Regions from separate parts of the Mus musculus genome. Here regions 1 and 2 are each linked to region 3. The links are chromatin contacts, called in public Hi-C maps. All regions are on one chromosome and are shown on one strand. Each heading gives the region's core, a stretch centred on a gene start, on an enhancer-like site or on the middle of the called end of the contact. The rest is flanking DNA. Distances are from core to core; before and after follow the strand shown.

Region 1 (3,487 bases), core at 312-2,811, 830 kb before region 3:
TTAGACTTCTCCTGTTCTTACCTGTAAAATTACTAACTGTGTTACTTTGTTTTCTATTGCTGTGACAAAAGCTATAACCAAAAGCAGCTTGAAGATAGAAGTCAGAGCCTTGCATGTACCTTGCCCAGCCCTTCCTCACTCTTTCCCAATAGTTTTTTTGTGTCTCATGATGCATAGGATGCAAGTAGGATACTTAAGGGTGAATGGACTGACCCATATGTGATCTAACTGGGGACTCCAGGATTAAGTTCAGAACATGAAGCCACAGAGTCAGCTTGTGCACACGATCTACATCAGCAGTGTGTTCCATAAGACAGAAGTCTTCCTTCAGAAGCAACACATGCTGAAACCATTCTCTCTTACCTCCCCTGGTGGAAAGCAGAAACTGCATTTTCTCATGTACAACTCTTGTTCTAATGCGTGACATTGAACGTGGACTAACTTAACAGGTCAGAGAGATATACTCTGTTCATTTTTAATGGTCCTAAATGGCTCAGTCTCTGCTACCTCTCCCACAGAGGATGGATAGAGTCTCAGGGAGTGATTTCATGGTGTCTGTCCAGGCTGATGATACACTGCAAGTGAGGAGTGTGTTTTGGGCCAATCTTTTCATTCCCTCAAAGGAAGCCACATCAAAATTTCAAGCCAGTCAACCTATGTTGCCTCTGAAAGTGAAGCTTGTGTTTGCTGTGCAGAGAGCTATCTTATAAGCTTCCATCAGAAGGGTTTTTAGAAGACACACAACAGAACAGTGTTGAATCTTCACAGTTCCTGCAACTAACCATTGATGGTGAATCTACTTGCTTTGACATCTCTCAATATATCATAGTCTACTTACATCATAGAAACTGGGATTTTTGAGTTGTAATTTGAGAATCTTATTTTTAATGCTTAGTTAGAAAAAGTCTCTTTTAAATACAGCCTCTACATACAAATGTAATAAATAAATACGCATTTATGTGATAATAACTACCAATTCACAAAAGAGAGCTTATTCTTTCATGTGTCCAGTGATATTCGGAAGGACAGCTGCTTCCTTTTACTTTTATTAGTTTTAGCTCTTGGGAAATAAACACCCTCATAGAAGCAGGGCCTGGGGGTTGGATAGGGGGTTTGTGCAGGGGAAACCAGGAAGGGGAATAACATTTGAAATGTAAATAAATAAAATAACCAATAAAAATTAAAAACAAGCAAGCAAACAAACAGAAGAGAAATAAAAACTTCCAAATGAAAGTTTGGTGTGAGATTCTTGGTCTTTCTTATCTTAGTATATGAAATATTTGCATGTGGATCACTTCCAGACAATATATTTCTTTTGTCTTTGCAAGGATACTTGCAAAACCTTAACTTCAATAAGAAAAAACAAAACAAACAAAACCCCCAACACCTTTACTTTCAGTTCTTTCTGTGTGCCTGTTAGTCCCCCACAGGTTTCAACAAAGCCTCAAGTAATTGTAGTGTTGATTGACAAATATCCCATGAGGACTAGCTAAGCTCCCCACCCTGCCAGCCCTGAGTCTGGCTGTGGTGATGAGTTACTCAGAAACACAGCATATGGGCTTTAGCAGTTCTTAGGATTTCCCTGAGGGAACTTTGAGAGCAGGTGAACTAGTAGGGTGTGACAGTTCTGTCAGCACAGGTGACTCAGCATTAAATCACCTGCCCTGACGTAATCCCCTGACTTCTGAGAGGTCCCTAAATTATTCATGCCTCTAAGCAAGCAATTCCAGGAGATACTCCTGACCTAACATGTCAGCAGGATACATGACTATCAAGACCCTGTGTTCTGTTTGTAGGTTTTTGGGAGTGCATGATGTGAAAAAGAGTCTTCTGGACATGAATTTGTTTTTGTTTTGTTTTGTTTGTTTGTTTGTTTTTTTCTTTTTAAATTACTCTTTGGAGCATCATTTAGAGAAGAAAAACCTCTAACCAATTATCATGCATAACAAACACTAAATTGGTATCCCCAATGGAATGGGCACAAAGGGTCAGATAATGAATCATGCATAGGGAACAGAAGGGAAGAAAGTAAGATCAGGTCCAGTGGGATGAGAACATTCACCCTTGGCTCCCCTGTCGCTGAGTGAACACTTGGTGGCACTCTGGGGAGGTTTAGGAGATTCATGAAGCCTTCCAGAAGGAAGGATATAACTAAGGGTAGGCTTTGAGAGTTTAATGACTCTGCCCTACTTTCAGTTTCCCTCTCCATCTCCTCTCTCCCCTCCCCCTCCTTCTCCCTCTGCTTAAGCCACATGCCTGTGGTTTAATATGCGAGCTCTCAAACATCTGCCCCAGCCACCAAGACTGGTCCTTGTTACCTTCCCTGAGCTCCACCATCATGGTGTTCTAGAACTCTAAACTCTTTCTCAAGTTGTCCTTGATCCTGGTGTTTTATTAAAGCACAAGGAAAGGAACTAATACAGCACGGAGCTAGAACTGTATTTGATTATTTAGGAAAGGGCATTTTAATACCTACTTAACATTTTAAGTAGATATGAGGAATTAAGGAGGTTACTGAAATCAATAGAGAAGCAACATACTAAAAATTCTAAGAGGCTTCTTGGGGAGATTCAGGTCACCATGACAATCTGGAATGGGCCTTATTTATTTATCTATTTATTTATTTATTATATGTAAGTACACTGTAGTTGTCTTCAGACACACCAGAAGAGAGCCTCAGATCTTGTTACGGATGGTTGTGAGCCACCATGTGGTTGCTGGGACTTGAACACTGGACCTTTGGAAGAGCAGTCGGGTACTCTTACCCACTGAGCCATCTCACCAGCCCCCTGGAATGGGCCTCTTAGTGGAGGACTCAGTAGTCTTTTTTAACTCTTCCCAAAGATCCCTGTCTCTTGATTATCATTCATCCCCTGGAGCTTGCTTCCCAATGACTTATATAGTCAACTAAAGTACACAAAAAGCCATAGAATGCACATGATGTTTCTGTCTTGCTCAAGACTCTCTTTTGTCTTCTTAGTTCGTAATTTGCTGAAGCAACTGCTGTCCTAGAGGAGCCAGCATCCCACAATGTAGTCAAGGGCCATCAGAAATGAATTTTAGAACAAGTATGGTACCTGGGCAGCAGAGCCTCCTCTAAAAAGCCCTTTCATAACACCAACTCTGCTGATGTTGAGTAGGTGTTGGGTAGGTAGTTTACAATCCATGTGGACTGTGGACTGAGCCTATGCTAAGACACAAGCAACTTCCCAGAGGGAAGGATTTCCTGTGTTAAGAAGGAAAAACCATAGATTGAGATGAAATGTTCTCCACATACAGAGGGCTTGGTTAAAATGTATTTAACTTCTTAAGGCTCCACAGTATTCAGATAATACTACTGTCCTTTTCTACTTGATTTGTGCATGGATTTGCTATTAGCAATATAATAGGTAGAAAAAAGTGGTGGGGCTGAATAGATTAGACAGATTAATCTATAATAAAGTTCTTATGTGTGTGAGGGACAAGCGAGCTTAGATTATTCATAGGC
Region 2 (3,191 bases), core at 419-2,918, 770 kb before region 3:
AACTTTCTTCCCGAAATTCAATCACTGTCCGAGTGTCATTGCACATTGGATAATAATCAGAAATAAAGATCGATAAAGATTAAATCTCTTTTCCTGTCCTGTATTTGGAAGAACTGAACTCTACCATGTAATGGTATATTTTAATTGATAGTTAATAAAATCCATCTAACCCTGAAGCAACAAAGACTGGTTACAACATTCTACTCTAACAGCTGGCCCTCTCCTTTCCATGCTCCACCTCAGTGAGCCATCTCCTCACCAACTCTGCCGGAGTCACCTGTGCCTCTCTTCTCTTGGGGCATCCTTAAACTAACCAGCTTTATCAGGATGTGGCCTTTCTATGGAGTTGAGTAGACCCAAGCCTGATTTGGGTAGAGAGCAGTCACACTCCTGTTGTGCTCTCTGAAAGCTTTTTGGGGTATAGGCAAGAATCTACCATCCCTCCTCTGGCTCGGGAACCCACAGGCTATCCCAACACTCTCTTGTGGTATCTTTACCTATATATCTCTGTCTTACACTCAAGGAAAAGGAAAAGGGATTTTTTATTCATCTCTGTATCACTTGCTCTGACAACAGGAAATTTGAATCCAGATTGAACACTCAGCATTGAGAGAACCCTTCTTAGAGGAGCCCTGGTTGCCTTAGTCCCATGAGGCTCATAACAGCTGTTTTCTATACATAAAACTGAAGACTCTCAGGTAGCTTCACTTCTTCATGCAATAGCATCTCTCCTTTTTACCTCAAATTGCAATTTGAAAACTCCATGGCACAGTATTATCCCTTTCCCTTTATGTACAATAAATAGATAAGCAGTGGATATAACTCATGTGCCCCAGGGTAAATAAATGGATATGGGAGGTGTGCAGCTACTTTGTGGAGTATTGTTCAACCTTAAAGGAAAGGGAATTTTGACATATGATAAAAATGGGTGAACCTTAATATGTTATGTTAAGAGAGACAAGCTAGCCACAGGATACATGTTGTATGATTCCCTTCATATGAAGTACCAGTTGTCAAGTTCATGGAGACAGAAAGTGAGGCTCTGATTGCCAGCTACCGTGGAAGGGATTTAAGGAGTTATCATTTGAAAAGATCCAGTGTTTATTTGAAAGTTGATGAGCTCTGGAGCCTTCTGGGAGACCCGGCCACAGAGTGAGGACACACTGAATGTCACTGAGCCAGTCACATAGATGTAGCCCTGAAGTTAAGGGAGCTATACGATTCGAAGGTGGAGCTATATGCACAAAGTACACTCAATAGGAAAACAGTGATATGGATGGAGGAGGCAGGTGCTGAGAACACGTCATAAAAATCTGTAGTCACAGAGGGGTAGCTTTGTTCAGCTGTGTGCTATTGAACTGATGGCAAATAAGGTGGAAAATGTAGGCAAGGATGCCATCTGGGTGGGGGCTGATGCTTAACCTTATGTCTCTCCTGTTGGACTTACTGGAATGAGAACTCAGGCTGAGCCTTGGGGGTTGCATGCATTGTGTCTTGGAATATATCTGACAAGCAATCCAGCTCTTCCCTGTGGAAAGGAAAGCTGAGAAGTGGGTAAGATTGAAACCTCTTGGCTGGAGCTCAAGAGAGCACCTCTTTGCACACATTGGTGGAGAAGGGCTGCCAGCTGGATGCCGGGAGACACATGTGATATTGCTGGGCTTCCATTTCTGAGGCAATCCTGGCTTGCCTATGAAATGGAAACTTTGCAGCTTTGTTTTATTCGTGACTGTTGCAAGAGTTTCCACATTTGCCAATGGAAGCAATTGCCAGAAGTAAAACACACGAAGAGTGAAGAAGGATGCATCTCTTTCTCTCCTCTCACATGGGCAAACCATTAGAATGGAATCACCCTGACAGCTGACTGCTCAGGTGTTTGGTGGCTGCTGGATGGAGCATTTTCTTTTTCCTTTTCTTTTTAGTTAGTCATAAGGGAAATGAAATGTTCTCCATGTCTTAAGCCTGTGCAAAATTTATGGCTTAGGGACTTTTAACCGAGCTAGCATTCATTTGTCTTTGGCAGGAGGTACAAGTCTTCTTTAAAAGAAATGAGGTTATTTATCAGTGTGTCCACATGCTGAGCCAGGAGAGACAGGGTCACATGACATGATGCTGCCCGGCTGGACAGGGTGGTGTTCTAGTTTCATTTTGTTGTTGTAGTGATTATACATATATGTATGTGTGTGTATATATTTATATTATATATATATATATAAATATATATGCCTTTTATTATATATCTAATATATGCCACATATATGTGTATTATATATATATACTGATCAGTATATATACATATACTCTGATCAGAAGCAATTTAGGGAATAAAAGGTTCATTTTAGCTCACTATTTTAGGTTACAGTTCACTAGTGTCAGGAAGTCATAGTTGCAGGAACTCCCAAAAACTAGTCACCTAATAGCCATGTAAAGATTGTCGAGAAATAAATGCAGTTATCTTCCTTCACTCTTATACAATCTAGAGCCACAAATTAGAATTGTGCTACCAACTTTCAGGCTGGATCTTTCAACATCAAATAAGGCAGTGAAGCTCTCCCCCTCCCCGCCAGCCCCCACCCCTTACTCTCACTGCTGCCAGGCATGCCCATGGGTGAATCTCCTGTAGCAATCCTTCATTAAGGCTCTCTGCCTTTCTCAAGAGATTCTAGGTTGTGTTGCAAATTAAAGGAACCATCCAGGATGATCCTTGCTGTAAGGAAGGATCTTGGAGAAAAGGGAAGTTGTAAGATAGGGGGGTGGACTGAGGACGGTATGGGCAGAGATGGGTATAGCGGTTGGGTAGATGCAAAGTGGCAGTGGGGCTCCAGTTAAGGAGATAATCCGAGAACTGACAGGTTTCATGTTGGAGATGATCGTGATCACCAAGAAAAGTAATGTGGACTCATCATTAGACCCCACATTACCCTTGAACACTCAGCTGAAGTGTCCTGATTTGGGCAGACAATGTCAGTAGTCTTGTTTTATGAATACAGAAGAGAATACAAACAGTTGAAAGGTATAACAGTGGATTTTCCTTCCTTCATTCCTCCCTTCTTCTCTCCCTCCCTCCCTCCCTCCTCCCCTCCCTCCCTCCTCCCTCATTATTTTTCTTTCTCTTTCCTTTTGGAACAGGAACTCTTTTACTTCTGTCTATTCTGGAACTCATTATATAGACTAGGCTTCCTCTGAACTCA
Region 3 (3,209 bases), core at 376-2,875:
GTTTAAGAGGAAAAGAAATGCTCAGAAAAAAAAAAAAAAAAAAAAAACAAGCACAACCGAAGGCATTAGTGGAGGCTTCCCTAAGACAGAGTCACAGGTCAGTGGTTTTTACAATCACCATATAAAGGATTAGTTAGCCCAGTAGCAAACTCTCCTAGGCCTCCATAATAAGCTGGCTATAAAGGTATCTATCCAGTCTTTCCCTTGGAGGCAAGGGCATGTGGTTAGTTTTCTGACAGGCTGAGCTTGCAATCCTCACTCACCAGGCAACACCAATGTTATAAATAGGACAGAAACATGCACGGCTAAGATCATCCTTTGAATGTATGTGTAAGCACCACCAGCCCACCAGCCCATGCCTGTAACCTCCTTAAGATGGCTATCTCAACAGATGTCTTCCCCAAGGGTTTCAGGGCATCTCTCTACAAGGACCTGGGCTATACATGTAAGAGATATCACTGCCTTGGACTGAGCTCTAGACCTCAGTAGCATCACATCGAAGTCCTCCTTCTCCACATCACCTGGAAGCATGAGACCACCTCTCAGGCATGGTGCCTGCTCCCTCCATGGTGTCCATAGCTGATTGGGACTGTCTACAACAGAACAGACTGGTATAGGCAAACATACTACAAACTCATACTACAGAGAGAGAGAGAGAGAGAGAGAGAGAGAGAGAGACAGACACAGACACAGACACAGACACAGAAGGCACACTACAAACTCATACACACAGACAGACAGATGGACAGACAAACAGACAGACACAGAAAGCACACTACAAATTCATACACATATACACAGAAAGAGACAGGGATACAGAAACAGAGATAGAGACACAGAGACAGACAGAGAAAGAAACAGAGAGAGACAGAGAGATACCAAGAGATTAAGGGGAGGGAAGCAAAGAGGTAGAGGGAAAGTCAGAGACAGAGACAGACAGAGAGTAGAGACAGAAAGAGATGAACTTAAGCTGCATGCCCAGTAGGCCTATGATGTGGAAGATCACCCCAGCTTCCTGGTGGGTAGTCCTAAGACAAGGACCATCCCTGGTTGCTATAGAGCTCACTGAGATGGTGGTGCACTCTCTGGAAAATCCTGTGCTAAGAATCTGTGTCTGACACAAGTGAACATAGGCAGAGTGACAAGGATCCCCTTTTAAATTTATTCATCTGTCACTTTTTAAAAATATAGACTGTCATACCCTCACCTCTTGTCTCCACATGCCTTTTTCCTTGTTTGGTTTCTATGATTATCTTGAAATTATTGCTACAGTTGATTCCATTTGTTCATTTTGCACAAGACCTTTGTTTTCTTAAAAATAAATAAATAAATAATGAGAATGGTCTAAGAAAGCTGCACGTGTCCTAAACCAAAATGCTCTGGGTTTTTTTTTTTTTTCCAAATTTGTTATTTGTAAATGTGGCTTTTTTTTCCCCTTTCCCTCTCTAAGCTTTTCTCAAGGGGTTTCATTATCCATGCTCTTTCCAGCAGTTAGAGTAGACTCAAGTTGCACACTTAACATTCTTCTTTAATTATGAAGTTGAAATAAACATTCGGAGGTGCCAGATGCGATTGTTGATGGGGACAAGAGTACACCGGCCAACAGAGAGAGGAGTGTCCATCTCTCCACGATCACTCAGCACACAAAATAAAAATGATGGATCATCCACATTATCACTTTCAGAGAGGACAAGAGAGGGAGAGAGTTTCTATTTTGGCAATTTCTTTGTTTACAATAAAAAAAGAAAGGTGGGAGAGGCACAGCTTCCCGAGTGTGCTCTCTTTTGCAATCTCGAGCCCATTGCAAAGCTGCCAAGGGGCCAGGGCCTTTACTTTCCATAAGTCGGTCCTGAGGACTGGGGGCCTGATGTCACTGGAAGGGCCAGTGCTGAGTCCTATTGCCAGGCTCTGGACTGCCTTTGCACACATCCAGGGATAGGCAATTCCACGAAAACTTATGAGTTTCTAAGTTGTCCTGGGCTACTCCAGTTCCGGGCATATGTCTACCTGAATCTCTTCTCTAGTTGAAGCACTAGGGAGGAGCCCCGTGTTCAAGAACTTCCTCCTTCCTAGCTTCCTCCTATCATTGCCCAGCTCCTGCCTTTGCATTCAGGTCCCAGGGTTTCCCTGACTGCATGGTTACCTCCTTGTTAAGGTCCAGATGGCATGATAAGGCCTAGGTAACTGTTACCTGGCTAGCCTGACATTTTGTTTTGTTACTAATATTATAAGGAAACTTTCTCATACGTTGTTTCTGCTGTTACTAGGAAACTTTCTCACGCCCAGGTTGATTAAATATCCTGTTATGTTCTGTGCCCTTGGAAACCAATCACAATAGAAGTCAGTAGAACTGCTTTGTACTGTTACCCACAATAAGCTCGGACCCACACCACCCACCCACCAGCACTTCCTACACCTGTGTATGAGCTTATTATGGTATTTGCTTTTATAACCTGCCCCTGGCATGGACCCCAACACAAGAAGGACATCTGCATCAATACAAAAGACTATTTGGAATAGGACTTCCATTTTGAGTAGGGGTCAAGTAAAGTTTGAGTTCCCAAGACCTCCCTGGGACCTGACATCCTATTTGAAAGAAAGAGAAATGTATGTGGGCAACTGGCATCCTGGTAGACAAGTTAAAATATGAATGTTAGGCAAGGCAAGTCCCCTGCCATAGTTGAATAGCCCAACCCATGGGAACAGGACAAGTGTACAACAAAGGCATGCTTCTAAGGAAGTCCCCAATCCCTAAATTCTAATTGACAGAATAACTTGGCAAAGATGTTTGAAATCTCAAGCTTTAAAAAAAAACCGTAGAGGATCTTCACTCAGCATCACAGGCATCTCCCAAGTCTGACATGTGGCCCCTTCCGATACGTCTTGGCATGTGTCATTCAATAAGCCATCCCTATTTGACTGAGACTGGTGTCTGCATGGTTTGGGTAGTTATTCCCAGACCCCAAAATTCCTTCTCGGCTGAGAACACTCATCTCTCCTCGGTCACCTGCTTCTAGGATAAGCTAGAACCATGACTTGAATAACTGAATTGCTTAATAACTGTTATGTATAGAATTCTGCTCTAAATCAAATGGAATCCCTTGTATGACTAGGAGAGGCTCAGAGGGATAGCAAAGACTTCCTCTGGTTTAACTATGAGTTTTTATGAATTATTGATGGCAAAAACTAGCAACTGCAGTTCCTTGACT

What was found. Hi-C and Micro-C count contacts between places; a contact is called where the count stands out from the background.
Region 1: a Hi-C map of uterus shows a contact between it and region 3, with 4 times the contacts expected there. The contact joins two enhancer-like sites. A contact is called at or near these places in 13 of 484 Hi-C or Micro-C datasets (the AML12 cell line, cerebellar granule neurons, cerebellum and 9 more) and 1 of 115 datasets of contacts at active chromatin or transcription factors (astrocytes).
Region 2: a contact with region 3 is called in a Hi-C map of uterus, with 5 times the contacts expected there. The contact joins two enhancer-like sites. A contact is called at or near these places in 4 of 484 Hi-C or Micro-C datasets (embryonic stem cells and uterus) and 1 of 9 other capture datasets (embryonic stem cells).

What each region holds. Positions count from the first base shown.
Region 1 is chr11:7,560,045-7,563,531 of GRCm38.p6, forward strand. No RefSeq gene overlaps it. Among named protein-coding and RNA genes, the nearest start is that of Gm36720, 130 kb to the left of the region's middle. Within about 2 kb of position 1,562, at least 17 of the 459 cell types and tissues checked have an H3K27ac peak or open chromatin away from gene starts, as enhancers often do. A contact at or near this core is called in uterus, where this site is marked.
Region 2 is chr11:7,623,808-7,626,998 of GRCm38.p6, forward strand. No RefSeq gene overlaps it. Among named protein-coding and RNA genes, the nearest start is that of Gm36720, 200 kb to the left of the region's middle. Within about 2 kb of position 1,669, at least 7 of the 459 cell types and tissues checked have an H3K27ac peak or open chromatin away from gene starts, as enhancers often do. A contact at or near this core is called in uterus, where this site is marked.
Region 3 is chr11:8,389,921-8,393,129 of GRCm38.p6, forward strand. No RefSeq gene overlaps it. Among named protein-coding and RNA genes, the nearest start is that of Tns3, 270 kb to the right of the region's middle. Within about 2 kb of position 1,626, at least 2 of the 459 cell types and tissues checked have an H3K27ac peak or open chromatin away from gene starts, as enhancers often do. A contact at or near this core is called in uterus, where this site is marked.